Linked DNA regions of Mus musculus: region 2 is linked to region 1. A link is a contact called in public HiChIP or PLAC-seq data. All regions are on one chromosome and are shown on one strand. The core of a region is the stretch at or near the end of the contact, and the rest is flanking DNA. Distances in the headings are between cores, read along the strand shown.

Evidence for each region. HiChIP or PLAC-seq counts read pairs in DNA pulled down with a chosen protein or histone mark.
Region 2: a contact with region 1 is called in an H3K27ac HiChIP or PLAC-seq map of large pre-B cells, with 4 times the contacts expected there. The contact joins two enhancer-like sites.

The regions. Positions count from the first base shown.
Region 1 is chr11:44,916,186-44,923,804 of GRCm38.p6, forward strand. All of the region lies in intron 9 of Ebf1 (early B cell factor 1), which reads left to right. Among named protein-coding and RNA genes, the nearest start is that of Gm51859, 170 kb to the right of the region's middle. Within about 2 kb of position 4,161, at least 7 of the 459 cell types and tissues checked have an H3K27ac peak or open chromatin away from gene starts, as enhancers often do.
Region 2 is chr11:45,872,936-45,880,554 of GRCm38.p6, forward strand. The region is part of intron 1 of Clint1 (clathrin interactor 1); the gene reads left to right. Among named protein-coding and RNA genes, the nearest start is that of Clint1, 25 kb to the left of the region's middle. Within about 2 kb of position 2,811, at least 48 of the 459 cell types and tissues checked have an H3K27ac peak or open chromatin away from gene starts, as enhancers often do.

The sequences.
Region 1 (7,619 bases), core at 2,911-5,410:
GTGCAATTTAACATAATTGGCGGCCGTCAAATTTTCCTAAATTTGTGCTTCAAAGCCTATATTGATGTAATGTATTAACTATCTATTATATCGAAGAGACACGATACAGAATTATGCATTTAATTTGTGTGGATCTGTTATACCTCCCAGTCTTCTGATAACATAACAAAACTCACAATTTAGAGAAATAATGTCAAAGTAATGTTACCACCACAGAATTTTAGGACGGGATCTTATCGAGGGGGAAGTGGGGAAGGAATATTATTGCTTTTCCAGGTGCAGCTCACAAGCAGCACTCCAGACCCAGGTTGTTAGGAACAGGCTCAGTGATAGGGGAAAGGGCAGCCTTGTATCCAGGGTGGAACCACAAAGTTTAAAAAGCAGACACTGAACCATATTACTGGGCACCACATTGATGACTATTCATAAGCATGGTGGCTCGGCTCTGAGTCACTAAGAAAGAGCTGGCAGCTAGGCTTAATAAATTCTGCTAAAAACAGCAGGTTGTGCATAATGTGTCCTGGAAAGACTTCAAGCCAGAGCCAGTCTAGGGGCCACCACATCCAAAGAGGTTCTACTTCAATTTTCTCTAGAGTCTACTTATCTCTCACTCTGAAGGGGCGTGCAAAATAATGCATTACTGAATATATGTGTAAATACCAGTGGATCAGTATGCAAATATGAACTACATCACATGCATATTAGATGATTCTATATCTTAATGCTGTGGTATCCTGTATACCTTTGAAGGACCTGAAACCCCTCTTCGTGGAGCTCTCTTGGTGTAAGGAAGATTTGTTCCCTGTCAGTACTTTGCCTTTCATTGTGGGGTTGCCTCATTCCACAAAGCCGAGTTTCCCTGTAAACTGTGAACTTGGCCCTTTCGAGAAATGCACCTGGCCTTCCCTTTTCTTAGGCTTTAATTTCGAAGCAGGAGCACAGAAGCAGGAGCGCATGCTAGAGTCAGGAGCCACGGTCGGGCTGGTCTGAATATCGCTCCCTGTGTTTCTTAGAGCCAGGGCTGGGCTGCGCTGTGAGCCTCCATCCGACCTTTGCTTTGCAGCTCTTCTCCAGCTCCCAGACTGTCAGGATGCAGTCCAGTTTTCCATGAAGCCCAGCTGGCCTGAGATCTGCATCCTGGGAAGGGAGCTGGAGGAGGTTTATTTAAACAACAACTTACAAAATAAATAAATAAATAAACCCACAAAGGCTGGGGCAGTTGAAGCACAGCATGTTTATTTTAGTTCCTTTCTTCCCAATCTGTTATTTTGGAAAATCGATCGCATTGCTGTTCTGTTTTGAGACAATTAACTACATTGATTGAGGGTCACGGTTAACTTCCTGGTCCAAGGAACCGGGCAGTGGATTCTTTTGGAATACTTAATGATACCAGTAGGTTTGTGGTGGCCAAGTCAAAAGCTTCTTGTTTTTATTTTTATTTATTTATTTTTTTAGGAAAAAGAAAGAATTTTGAATGGAGTGGGATGGGTTTTTTTCTTCTGTTTTCTTTTGGTGGTTCTGGGATTGAACCCAGACCCTCAAACATGCTAGGCAATTGCTCTACCCTCGGCTACACCCCTAGCCTTGATCATTTCTTTTCTGAACACTTACACAGAAGTTTATTCAGTCTTTAACTTACTCGTGAGGGCTATTTAATGGCATCTTGCTATTTGGTCACTTCAGCGTTTGATGAGCAGCTCATGAGAACTAACTTAATCCAAGGTCTGTCTGAGTCCCGGGAACCCAGTAAAAGCAAACCAGATCAAGGCTATCTCTTCATGGAGCTGATAGTCTATGCAAGGAACCCAGAAAACAGCTAAAAACATCACTCTGTGGGCCTCTAGTCCCTATCTGTATCTGTGTCTATATTAAGAAAATTTTACAGCATTCAGAAACATTACTGGCTACTCCAAAGCTAGGGTGAACTCCCCTATGGAATTTAATTCCGGAGACTTGAGTTTCAAATGTCTCCTTACCAAGTTTATCTTTAGGGATCCATGAGACCTGACCTCTTTTGCTAAACATTGGTTTTAGCTGTTTCTTGAAAGGAATAAAGAAAACCAGAATGTTTGTATGTTTGTGTGATACTCCATGCATTTGCTCGCTCTCTCTCTCTCTTTCTTTCTCTCTCCCCCTCCCCATTTCTCCTCTCTCGCTCTCTCTCCCTCTCTCCCTCCGTTCCTCCCTTCTTCCCTTCCTCCTTCCCTTCATTCCCTGAGAGATCAAATTCTGATGACCCAACAGGCACTCTTTTGGAATGAAAGACCTCAGCTCCTGAGAGAAGTCTGATTAGGTAGGAACAACCCAAAATACATGAATGAGCCCATGAGGCACATGTGGAGGTGGAACTGTGCTGCTCTCATTAATACTCTTTGCATTATTTATTTATTTAGAATGGTGTGTGTGTGTGTGTGTGTGTGTGTGTAGGTCTTAGTATAACTTGTGGCAGTTGATTCTCTATTTTCAGTCATGTGGGTCCCAAGGACTTGAACTTGGGTCACCAGACTTAGCAGCAAGCACCTTTATCCCTTGAGCCATCTCTTTAGCCCTGAATTTTAGATACATCTCAAAATGTCATTCCTGGTTACACAAAGACGAATGCTCCAGAAAGAAAGAACAACGAGTCTGTTTCTTTGGCTACTGACATTCATATCATATCCTAAGGTGGGTTTGGTCTCAAAGCTTTAATTACGCGTTGTGTTAGAGCTTCCTTATTTAAGTGTCTGTTCCATGTCCATCACTCAGCACCCCCTGCCTATCTCGAAAGAAATGGGTATTATCATTCTAATTGAGAAGGAGGGAGAATGCTGTGCGAATTATTAATACATAAATTAAAAAATTAATCTAGAAGGTGCGTTAGCATCCCTGGAGAAGCACAACCCAAACACAAAACATATTTAATATTATTCTGAGCTCCCACAGAGAAGATCCAAGCTTCTGTAGCCTATGATTCTACTGGTAAACTGAGGCATGGAATGTGGCAATTGCAGAGCCCAGAGTCTGTGTTCAAAGCCCTTTATTGTACTTGAGAGTTTTTTTTCTGATGATTAGTGTTAATTAGTTTTCCATAAACAATAACAAACTGCCCCTTCCCTTTTCTCTATCCCGCTGAGTCTTTACACTCGATTTCTTTTTCTTTTTTTTTTTTTTCTTTTTTTTTTTCTTTTTTTTTTATTAGGTATTTAACTCATTTACATTTCCAATGCTATACCAAAAGTCCCCCATATCCACCCACCCCCACTCCCCTGCCCACCCACTCCCCCTTTTTGGCCCTGGTGTTCCCCTGTACTGTCGATTTTTTTTTCTTACTTGACTTTCTAATGTGGCAGATAGTTAGTTCAGGGTTGTGAAGCTGGTGCGGGAAATTTGGCATTGTGTGTGTGTGTATGTGTGTGTGTGTGTGTGTGTGTGGTGTATGTTCTAGTTCTCTTTTTGCACATGGCTCAGCACTTCGCATTGCTTTTCTTTTATATAAAGCCAGTGGCTAGAGGACACACATGTAGGCTGCTGGTGGAGTTGCTTCTGAGCTCTGCTGGGGAGCTGTTCTCAGCTTAGCTTCCCAGAGAGAACAGTTGTGTGCTTCCAGTGCTCCAGACATGGAAGGTAAAGGAGCTACTAGGGATGAGATTGATGTTTTCAAAGGCAGAGAGAGAGGGTAAAGTCCAGAAATTATTGTAACATGATAAGCAGTCTAGAGAAAGAGGACAGTTGTGGCATGATGATGACAGCCATTAGTCAGGGGAGCTTGCTGCTTCTAATTGGTTAGGTTTCTAAACCTTCCTGAAATTCACTCTCCTTACTTATGAACCACTTAATAGCCATGCCTGCCCCCTGAAGTCTATCGGGCACAAGTCCCCGGAAGAGCTTAGGTTAGTGCTGAGCGCACCGCGAGAAGGCCACAACAGGTCAGCGTTGCTTAGGTCATCACCTTCATTATTGAGTACGAGGGAGCTATGGAGAGCACATGCTGTTGTTCCTCAGAGAAGATAGCTCTCCCAAAGACATGCCTTCCCCCAGGACTCTACAACGTGTTTTTCTTAGCACTCCAACTGTTCATGGATCATGCCTCCCTGCTCCTAGTGTCCTTTGGATGCCACAAGAGACCACACACAGACCCATGCTTCCTCTCCGGCCTTCCTGACTTTGCAGGTGGTTTCTTCAGACTGCTGCCTCCACAGCTGCTCTGCCTGCTCCAGTCCTCTCTGCTCTTTCCCCTGCTTCTGTCACGTAGAGCCCCATTTCTCCACCTCCACATCTGGATCTCTCTCTCTCTCTCTCTCTCTCTCTCTCTCTCTCTCTCAGAGACATCTTTGCCACCCATAGTTTGTGATGAGCCTGTGTCTTTTGGGCCCACACCACAGGGCTCTTCTGGCTCTCCTGTCTGAGTTTGGGGTAAACAAACACTCATATAGGCAGCTGGAAAGGACCATATTTTTGCTTCCTGGTAGCTGGGTAGTCTCTCCAGGCCATGAAGACTCAGTCCATGAGTCTTCCATCATCATACAGTCCCTAATGGTTTCCCTTGACTGTAATGTGCATGTGTATTTGCTGTTGAGGGGTTGGAGGAAATAGAGAGGGAGTCAGAGGAAACTGAACTTCACCAAAGAACACTTAACCAAAGAGGCTACTTCTGTTAACCTTTGGAGCTTTCCTCTGTGCAGTTACACATCTAATACATAGTACTCCACACTGGCATTCTTCTACTTTTCATTTTGATAATAGTTTCCCACAGTAGTTTATTTATATTATTACTTCCTGTGAAAGCAGAAGGGATGAGCACACATATACACAAGGAAGATAAATAAATCACATTTAAAGTTGTGTAAGTTTAGGAATAAACACTCTTTTAGTGTAGACATTTTATTATTACTGTCTTAACTTCTTTTCATTTTAGATTTATTTTTATTTTGACTTGTGTGCTTGTGTGTGTGCATATGCATGTGTGTGTGTTTGTGTATGCATGTACATGTGTGTGCAGTACCCCAAGAGACAGGAAGAGGGCATAAGATTCTCTAGCTGGATTGATTTAAAAGCAGTTGTAGGCTACCCAAGGACTTTGTTCTCTAGAAGAACAGCAAGTAGTTTTAACAACTAAGCCATTTCTCAAACTCTTTAATACCTTAAAATATTTACTTCATTTCTTATTGAAGCCACAAATGTTGAGCAGTGTTCCTTTTCCTTACCATATAGAAACCATATAGACAGCAGCCCGTGCTCCTGTTGGGATATAAGTGCAAAGCTAGTCGAGTTGTCACTTTGATAGTGAGTTATTTGGTGAGTGTTCTAATATTACTGGGTTAAGAAGAATGGATTCCTGTAAGGGTAATTGTGCCTACTGGAGTCAAACATTTAGTAGAGTTATGAGCATATTTACACATGGATTTATTTCAGGAATGTTTAGAATATTATGTATGGAAGACATTCATTTCATAACATATTTTTAGATTTGTTTATTTTTATTTTTTGTGTATGAATGCATTACCTACATGTTTGTATGCATACCATGGGTACACCTGGTACCTATGGAGGTCAGAAAAAGACATAGAATCCCCTAGAACTGGAATTACATATGGCCTCCATATGGGTGTTGGATACTGAAAACTGAACCCACGTCCTCTGTAAGAATACCTAGTGTACTGTTAACGCCTGAGCCATCTCTCCTGACTCTCCTTAGTAACTTTTAAGAACAGACATGAGGATTCAAGAGTTTCTCCTGGTCTCACAAACTGTTCAGTAGTAGAACGATAAACAGGAAATTCTTGATGGCGCACAGTTAATAGTTTTTTTAGGAGTCATATTGTGAATGTTGTAATCATCTGAATTCCTAAAAAGAGGCCGCGACTACTCTGACTTTGGTTGACTGCATAGAGACCGTGTGGTCAGGAAGTCAGAGGGTAGCCAAGCATGGGTAGGCAAAGAAGGATCTGGACCTGGTTTGGCTCTTGTTCTCTATACAGTATTAAACCTGATCTCCTTGTTTCTATGCCTATAGATTATAAGTGCAGATTAGAAGCTGCAGAGGACAAAAGCACAGACTAAAACAGAAGTCATTTCAAGTGCTTAACTGTGTGGAAGCATTTTAGGGTTGGGGGACAGCACTTCATACTTCAGCCATCACTCAGTGTTTTAATGTATTACAGCAAGATGTAAGACAGGTGACTTCAAATATGATCTTGGTTTATCAAAGTTAAGTTACCTTGCATGTTCTCCATGATTCAGACAGCATTCAAAGCATTTTGGGAAGGATTTCAATGTGAATAGAATACTTGTTTCCATTGTTATCTATTTGTCGAGAACTTCACACCTGTATACAATGCATTCTGATTATATTCAGACACTCCGCAACTTACACCTAGAGATCCCTCTCCCAACTTCATATCCTTCTTTTTGTCTCTCTCCCTTTCTTTTTTTTTTTTTTTTACTGAGTCTAATTAGTGCTGACCCTGTATACATGGGTGGGGCCATTGGCTGGAGCATGGTTCTCCTACCAGGGGCCACATCTATAAAGAATATCGATTCTTCCTCTATTAGGAACCATTAGCTCCCCAGCTAGAGGTTGATGTGGCTTCCTGATTGGCAGGGAGCAGTGGGATCGAGATGTACCATTTAAGGCTGATCCCTCCACAGATTTGTTCTCTGCATTTTGACCAGTGTAAGTTCCCATATGAATCACAGTCCCCTTCACAAAGATGCATTTTTAATGAGAGCTGAGAGCTGTGCTCACCAATGGGTAAATAGAGGCACATATTTAGAAGGTTGCTTGATATTCAGTCCATTTAGTAGGTTGTCCTCTAGAGTCCAGGAGCTCCCCAATCTAATGTAAATTTTCAAGGCAATATCATTGGTGCTTTTTGTGACTATATCCTTAGCTTTCCAGAAAACACGAGCCATGGCAATAGACTTGGTCTCCAGAGTTCCCTTATGGCATGGTCTTAGTGCAATATTTCTTTGTGACTCTCAGTTTCTAGCCAGTAAGCTCAGACTTCCTGTGTATTCGAGAGAAGAGGATGAGGCATCTCTGAGCCCTAAGATGACTTGAGCTCAGTGCTTTCTCTTATGTTTCCAGGAACATTTTGCAGCATTAGTTGTGGATTTTAGTATGAGTAACTTTCTCATCCTTCTGCCTGTCACAAGGTGCTAAGACAGTTTCCCTTGGTGGCAACCAGGGGCTGGATATGGTTTCTTATCACCTCACCCACGATTCTCGGGCAAAACACTTCAGCTGGTTGGTTTTCACACTTAAATAAAACCTCCTTCTACACTGTTGCCATCCAACAGTATAAACATAAGCTAGCATTGACTCATTGGAGACTGCCCATAGAGGATATTCTAGCTTCTGTATGTTCAGTCCATGCTTCCGTGTTTAGCTGTTTAGGCCATTGCTGACTTCTCAGAGAGATCCCTTAGGATGCAGTTCTGTCACAGGTCAAGCAGTCAAATGCCAGGGATGCTCTTCTTCTTTTTTTTTTTCTCAAATATCTAGATAATGCTCATTTTATGACCATTAATAACATTTTCTTTATATAAAACGAGGTAAGAGTAATAAAAAATAAATTTTGCTTTATAGTATAATTTGATTGCCAATAGCGTTCAGAAATGAACTTCCTCACTGTGCATGT
Region 2 (7,619 bases), core at 1,561-4,060, 960 kb after region 1:
CTGCTGTGTGTCAAATAACACAGAGAAAAATATCATTTTATAATCATTTTCACTCTTGGGACTTGATGAAGTTGATTCTTTTGCAAACATCACATAGATATTTAATTGGCATCTGTGAACAACATTATACCTCTTCATGGGGGGGCAGAGCCCACAGAAGCACTGCTGTCCAGAGTCAAGCCATGTGGAGGGCCCGTCCACCCATCCATTCCATTTCTGAGTAGTTCCTTGTCTGTCTATTCAGCTGTGCCATATAAAATTAGAATAAAATGAAGGGGAGGGTGTTTGGCATAAAATGATTAAGTGAAGGCTAGAAGTTAAAAATACAAAGCTAAATTATAAGAGTTTTGAAGGGATTGGAGTAAAGGTTAAATGTTTTTGCTGTTTTGTTTTGTTATTTTTACACCCAGTGTAAAATAAGGAGAGGGGACTGTTTACAGAAAAATAAGCAGATGAGTTTAAAGAAAGCCCAGTTGCAACAGCAGGGAAAAAGAAAGCTGAGGGTAGGGTAGAGAGGATCCTGTGCACACGTTGGGGAGGTGGTGCTCTTTGGCTGCTGTGAAGTGAGCTAGCACCACCATTAGAGAATAGCAGATGAAAAGCAGAAGCTAGGCATAGATGGTTTGGAAAAATGTCTTGCCGGGCGTGGTGGCACACGCCTTTAATCCCAGCACTCAGGAGGCAGAGACAGGCAGATTTCTGAGTTTGAGGACAGCCAGGGCTACACAGAGAAACCCTGTCTCAGGAAAAAAAAAAATCTCAGTGGCTAATCAGTGAGCTCTACACAGGGGACCAGGGTTCAATTTCTACCACCTGTATAACTTCAGATTCAGGGGATCTGACACCCTCTTTAGGTCTCCTTGGGAACTAGGTGTGCACATGGTGCACATGCATACATATGGGAGAAACACCCATGCACATCAGACTCACTAGCGCCACTTACAGGTGGAGAGATAAATAGCACATATGTTTATTGAAGCATTCATAGCATGAGATCAACTGTGTCTTGCAGTAACTACATGAAGACAATGCATATATCCACCATGGGATACTCTGCAGACCTGAAAAAGAAGGTTTTTGACTTATACAGTAGCATAGGTGAAACTGGAGGACATGGTGAGGGAGATTAGACACAAAGACTCCTGGTGCCTCTCTGCTGTTGCATAGTGAGAAGCTGGCTACAAAAGTGGAGAGTAGAGAGAACAGAGAGTACCAGAGGCTGGGAAAACAGGAATAAAAGGGGGGATGGGTTTGTTGTTACAGAAATACACTTCTGTATTCCTAGTCTTCAGCTGGTGGTCCAGCCTGGGCTAAGTAGCAAGTTCCAGGTAAGCCTAAGCTATACAAGGAGACTGTCTCAGAAGAAGAGGTGCTGGTAGTGTAGCTCAGTATTAAGAGCACTTGCTCAGCATGTAGAAGGTCTTAGGTTTGATCCTCAACACAATTATCATTACAGGAAAGAAAGCGAAAGAAGTTCTGCTGAATGCTTGCACAGCAGCATCACTGACTAGCAGGTGCTTTGGAGTGGTCAGAACAGGGCTTTTGAGGGTCTCACCACAAGGATGGTTGTGCCAAGTCTTACCCGGTGTGTAACTGCAACAAAGCACGCGGCTGTATATGTGCACAGTTATATGTCAGTACAAAGTAAGGTAAGTACACGAAGTCAGCAAGCAGGCAAGGTTTTCAAAATACACCAAAAATAGACGAGACTTGAAGCAACTTAAAAGGCTGAAATCTTAGCCAAGAGTTAAATAGAACTTATTTTACCTTAACTTTTGTATATATGTGCACAGGTGTATGCATGCACGTAAGCACGCCATGCACGGCACACACTTGGATGTCAGGGACAGCGTGAAGAGCGTTGTTCTTCCATCGTGTGTGTTCAGGGTTGAACTAAAAATAGTGGAATGAAAGCGTATTTTGTATTTGATGGCTTGAAGAAGGCACTTGTGTTTGCAACAGTCTACTAAAGTGAGTTTGAAGACACTTAAAGAATGTTCCAGCCAGGCAGTGGTGGCACATGCTTTTAATCCCAGCACCTGGGAGGCAGAGGCAGGTGGATTTCTGAGTTCGAGGCCAGCCTGATCTACAGAGTGAGTTCCAGGACAGCCAGGGCTACAAGAGAGACCCTGTCTCTAAAAACCAAAAAAAAAAAAAAAAACACCAAACAAACAAAAAAAAAAAAACCCCACAAAGATTGTTCCAGGAAAGAAATATCTCAGAAGTTTGAGGAATGTACACTGCTGTTCCTTTTGGGGCCCAAGGATGAGCCATTAGACCAGGCAAGTCGCTGGGAAGCGGGACAGTTGGGAAGTTTCTCTGTAGCCAGCGATGCCCAGCTCCCCAGGGAGCACTCTTCTCAGGGAGCACCTGTAGTCAGTCCCCAGTGACAGTTTTCGCAGAACTGTGTAGACCACTGCTTCAGAGAAAATAAAATGACTGAAGATTTTTAAAGTTGCTGAGAAAAGTAAGAGTTTTAAAGGTGGAAAACAGAAATGGCTCGGAGTTGTGACTGTCATCTCTAGGGACTAGTGTTCTTCTGGTCATGGCCAGATGTTCTGGCCAAAGGATGAGAACAGTGGACGCAGTCTTCCATCTGCAGACAAGGAGCTGGGCTGGTTCCCAGCACAACTGTGTCTGTCCAGCCATCAAACATTTGCATAGAAAATGAGACAAGTTGTAATACTAGTTTTTTTTTTTTTCTTAAAAAAAAAAAGTCCATTTTTTTTCATTGTCTAGATAATACTAAACAGAACAGCCTTCACCCATCGCCCTACTCTACTTACTGGCATTTTGTTTTGTTTGGAGCTTTGATGTGGTTTTGGTTCTTTGAGTCTTTTTCCTTTGTATGTTAGTTGTTAAACTTCATATAATTTTTCTTTGTGAGAACTCTTTCTCGGGTAGGGATTTCTTTTTGGTTTTCCGAGACAGGGTTTCTCTGTATAGTCCTGGCTGTCCTAGAATTCGCTTTGTAGACCAGGTTGGCCTCGAACTCAGAAATCCGCCTGCCTCTGCCTCCCAAGTGCTGGGATTAAAGGTGTGTGCCACCACGCCCGGCACGAGTAGGGATTTCTTAAGAGTTAAAATTTTTTCCACATGGGAGTTACTTTTTACTCTGGGTTTTTTTGTGTGTGTGTGTGTGTGTGTAATATATTTGGTTTTGCTAGGCATGAGGAGCTTGACCTCCCAGTCTTTACTGGCAAGGTGCCTCTCTGGAAACCGGTAACTGCCATGTCCTGATGCTAGCCTGTGTGGCAATGGCTGGTCTTTAAGCTTGCTTAAGTCATAAAAGCAGCACTCCTTCTAGGGAGTGAACAGAGTTCCAAACAAACCAGTAAGAACCAGTGACTCCAGATACTTCCTGCTATAGTTGATGTCTTTGGAAAGGAGCCAGGTTTTGTGGCACGTATACACTCACAGCCACACACTACATGGAGTGATAACATGGACATTGGTTTGGATGTTTTAAAAGCTCAGAATTCTGCTATTCTGGGTGTTGGTTAGTTTTGGTGGTGGGGATTGAACCCAGGACCTTGTTCTGTACCACCAAACCACACTTCCAGCCTCTGCTAATTATTGTTTTTTTTTTATTTGAGTTTAACTTTTGATTATGTGTATGCATATCTGTGTATGGTTATGGGTGAGTGCAGTTGCCTACTCTGTCCAGAAGAGGATGTCAGTACGAGGAGTTACAAGTAGTTGTGAGTTGCCTGAAGAGGGTGATGGAGAACCCTATTCAAGAAAAGGATGTATTCTACCAGAGAGCCATCTCTCCTACACTCTGCCAATGATTTGTTTGTGAGACAGATGGATTAGCACATGTTTATGGTCCCTCCTTATGAGGGGTACCATTGTCAGGTTCTCTGTCTTTGTGACCATTTATCCGACAGACAACCTAGACAGCTTTTGGCTCATGGTCTCAGTAGTGCCAGCCTATTGTGGCAAGGAGGAGAGGGAGCACAGAGGTACATGGTATGGCAGCTAGTAGAGACAGAGGACAATTCAGGCACAAGGACCTTCCCTGGTGACTAATTCCTTCCAGAGAGGACTTATCTCCTGTAATTTCTAGAGCCTCCTAAAATACTGCCACCATCAGGGTCCAGGCTTTCGACACATGAGCCAATAGAGTGTTTAATATTCAATCCATAAATCCTATCTAGAATGAAAAACAGTGGTATTAATTCTGCTAACTAACTGCCTTGCACAGGTTCTTAGTCACCTTGCTAGTGATATGAGGGACCGTCTGAATGAGGAAACTGAGACATACCAGTGATTGGTTTGTTTAGAGACCCTAACAGTAGGTACATACCAGAGACAAGCATTGACACCTTCGTAACTTCTGAGTCACTGATGGGGCAAGTCTATGTATGGCTTTGCTCTGTCTTGTACAGAGTAGCTGTGAAAACAAAGTAGCACAGTGAGAACACAGGAGTGCACACTATCCGCTGTTAATGCATCCTGGAGTAGTTCCTGGAGCCTAGCAAGACCTGAGCATGGGCTGCGGGTGGGCCAGCGGGCCGGCAGGTCGGCGGCTTGTCTTGTTTAGTGCTGCTCACCCCTGAAGGGTAAGGAAAGGGAACTGTGTCTCCCCACAGGTGCTGACACTGGGATGGTTTCCTTGGCTTGTCCCTTTCATATCATGTCTTTGCACATCTGTTTCATAAATTACTCAAAGATTTCTCTGAAAACTTGCCAGATTAAATCACCATTGGCAGCAATCAGAAAGTTGGTGGCTTGTGGGAACAGGACTTATATTTTAGGACAACTTTAGACAAAGAGAAACACATTGGTTTTTATGAATCTCAGAAATTAATACATGAGCTTGGTTAGTGTTGCTTCCTTTACACTGATACAAAATAGTGGGAATTTTCCTAGAGTGTTAGGTATGTGATCTTATAAACAGGGGAACAAATTTCTTGAATGTACATGTTGAAATCTAGGGTTTTGAAATGCCTGCCCTCGGGCTGGTGAGATGGCTCAGTGGGTGGGAGCACCCGACTGCTCTTCCAAAGGTCCAGAGTTCAAGTCCCAGCAACCACATGGTGGCTCACAACCATCCGTAACGAGATCTGACTCCCTCTTCTGGAGTGTCTGAAGACAGCTACAGTGTACTTACATATAATAAATAAATAAATCTTTAAAAAAAAAAAAAAAAAAAAGAAATGCCTGCCCTCCCTCCTTCCCTTCTTCCCTTGCTCCTTCCTTCCTTCCTTCCTTCCTTCCTTCCTTCCTTCCTTCCTTCTTTCCTTCCTTCCTTCCTTCCTTCTAGACAGCATCTTCCTGTTCATCATCCAGGCTGACTTGTGGGTGCTGGAATAATAGGCATAGGTTAACCTAGCCAGCTTACTTTTCACTCTTGGAATTTGTAGAGAGTGACAGGCTAGAACTAGTAGATGGTGCCATCGTCTCCTGTCAGTGGCTGATTGTCCTTCTGTAGAGAACAGATTATGCTGGGACATTGCAGTTACCTCTGTCATGAGTCCTAAAGCACAGTGCTTTCTTATTAGACTTTCTGTTCAAAGTTTCAAATTTTAATAAACAACTGGGAAATTTATAACAAAAACATAGTTTATAGTTCTGTCATGACCCAGTTCTGCTCTCTGCGGTTGGGCTCAAGTCTCTTAGCCCAGCCTCTTATGGTTTGATTTTACAGATCAAGATGATCTCCAAGCTGCGGGCCTTGGGAAAACTGACTCAAAGTCACCTCTGGGGCCAGAGAGATGGCTTAGCTGTTAAGAGCACTTGTACCTGTAGAGAACGTGAGTTAATTCCAGGGATCCAATGCCCTCTTCTGGCCTCAGTCGGTGTCCTTAACCATACATACACATAGTTTCTGTGAACTCTGTAGACGCAATGAGTTGAAGTGTACTGCCCACAAAAATGTCTCATCTTGACAAAATAAGAATGCAGTTGGTTGTAAATATTGGCTACCCCATAGTGAGAAAATAACAGACTGCTCCCACTGTCAGGAGTCTTTAAAGACATTTCAGTGTTCAAACCATAAAGGTAGACAGTTTTCATCTACCAAGCATGTTAGGGTTTTGTTCAGGAAGTCTAGTTTTTCTCACTTGCAGCGTATTGTTAGAGATCCCCCTGGTGAAAAGAGGGGCCTGCTTCTGCAACTTGTTCTCTTGCCTCTCTCTGTATGTGACGACTGACAGAGAAAATACGATGTCTAAGAGAGGAGAAAATTTACTTTTATCTCTTTTTAAGAAAAGATTTATTGGAACTAGAAAATATTCTGGGTGAGGTAACCCAGTCACAAAAGAATACGCATGGTATGCACTCACTGATAAGTGGATATTAGCCTAAAAGCTTGGAATACCCAAGATACAATTCACAGACCACATGAAGTTCAAGAAGAAGGAAGACCAAAGTGTGGATGCTTCAGTCTTTCTTTGAACCGGGAACAAAGTACTCACAGTAGGAAATACAGACACAAAGTGTGGAGCAGAGACTGAAGGAAAGGTGATCCAGAGACTGCCCCACCTTGGGGGTTCATTCCTTATACAGACACCAAACTCGGACACTATTGTGAATGCCAAGAAGTTCTTGCTGACAGGAACCTGATATAGCTGTCTCCTGAGAGGCTCTGCCAGAACCTGACAAATACCGAAGTGGATGCTCACAGCCGGCCATTGGACTGAGCATGGGGTCCCCAAGGGAGGAGTTAGAGAAAGGACTGGAGGAGCTGAAGGGGTTTGCAATCCCATAGGAAGAACAACAATATCAACCAACCAGACCCCTCAGAGCTCCCAGAGACTAAACCACTAACCAAAGAGTACACATGGCTCCAGCTGCATATGTAGCAGAGGATGGCCTTGTCGGGCATCAATGGGAGGAGAGGCCCTTGGTCCTGGGACGGCTCTATGCCCCAGTGTAGGGGAATGCAAAGGCAGGGAGGTGGTAGTGGGTGGGTGGGTGGAGGAACACCCTCATAGAAGCGTGGGGGGGGGGGATGGGATGGAGGGTGTTCTGGAGGAGAAATCGGGAAAAAGGATAACAATTGAAATGTAAATAAAATATCCAATAAAAAAAAGAAAGAAAAGATTTACTATTTATTTATATGTGTGCCTTGGTGCCAGAAAAGGTCAGAAAAAGGTATCAGGCTCCCTGTAACTGGAGTTCCAGGAGCTTGTGCATGGACTGCACAACATGAGCATTGGGAACTGAGCCGTCCTCAGTAAGAGCAGAAAGTGCTGTTAACATCTGAGCCATCTTTCTAGCTTCCACTTTTTTCTTCTTCATCAGACACTTTGTATTTAATATATGCTAAAAACCAAACCAAAAATAAAAGTCAGTGACTGAGACAAGATTTCAACAGAAGTTCCCTTGGGCAGAACAATGCCTGTTGCCCTTGATGTCCTGTATTCACTAGAGTGCTGCAGCATTTAGAGAGATTGTGGCCTGAGACAGGGGCTTGTCACATAGTGCAGGCTGCCCTCAACCTCTTGATCCTGATAACTCTGTCTCACAAGTGTTCCAGGAGTGTGACTATGCCAGTATGAAGATTGGTATTTATCAGGGAGCGAAACTGTTTCAAAACTGGATTTTCAGCTGTCCTTTAGAAGTTCTTGAGGAGTCCAATGCTTTAAGAGGTGACATTTCCTCCTCAGGAC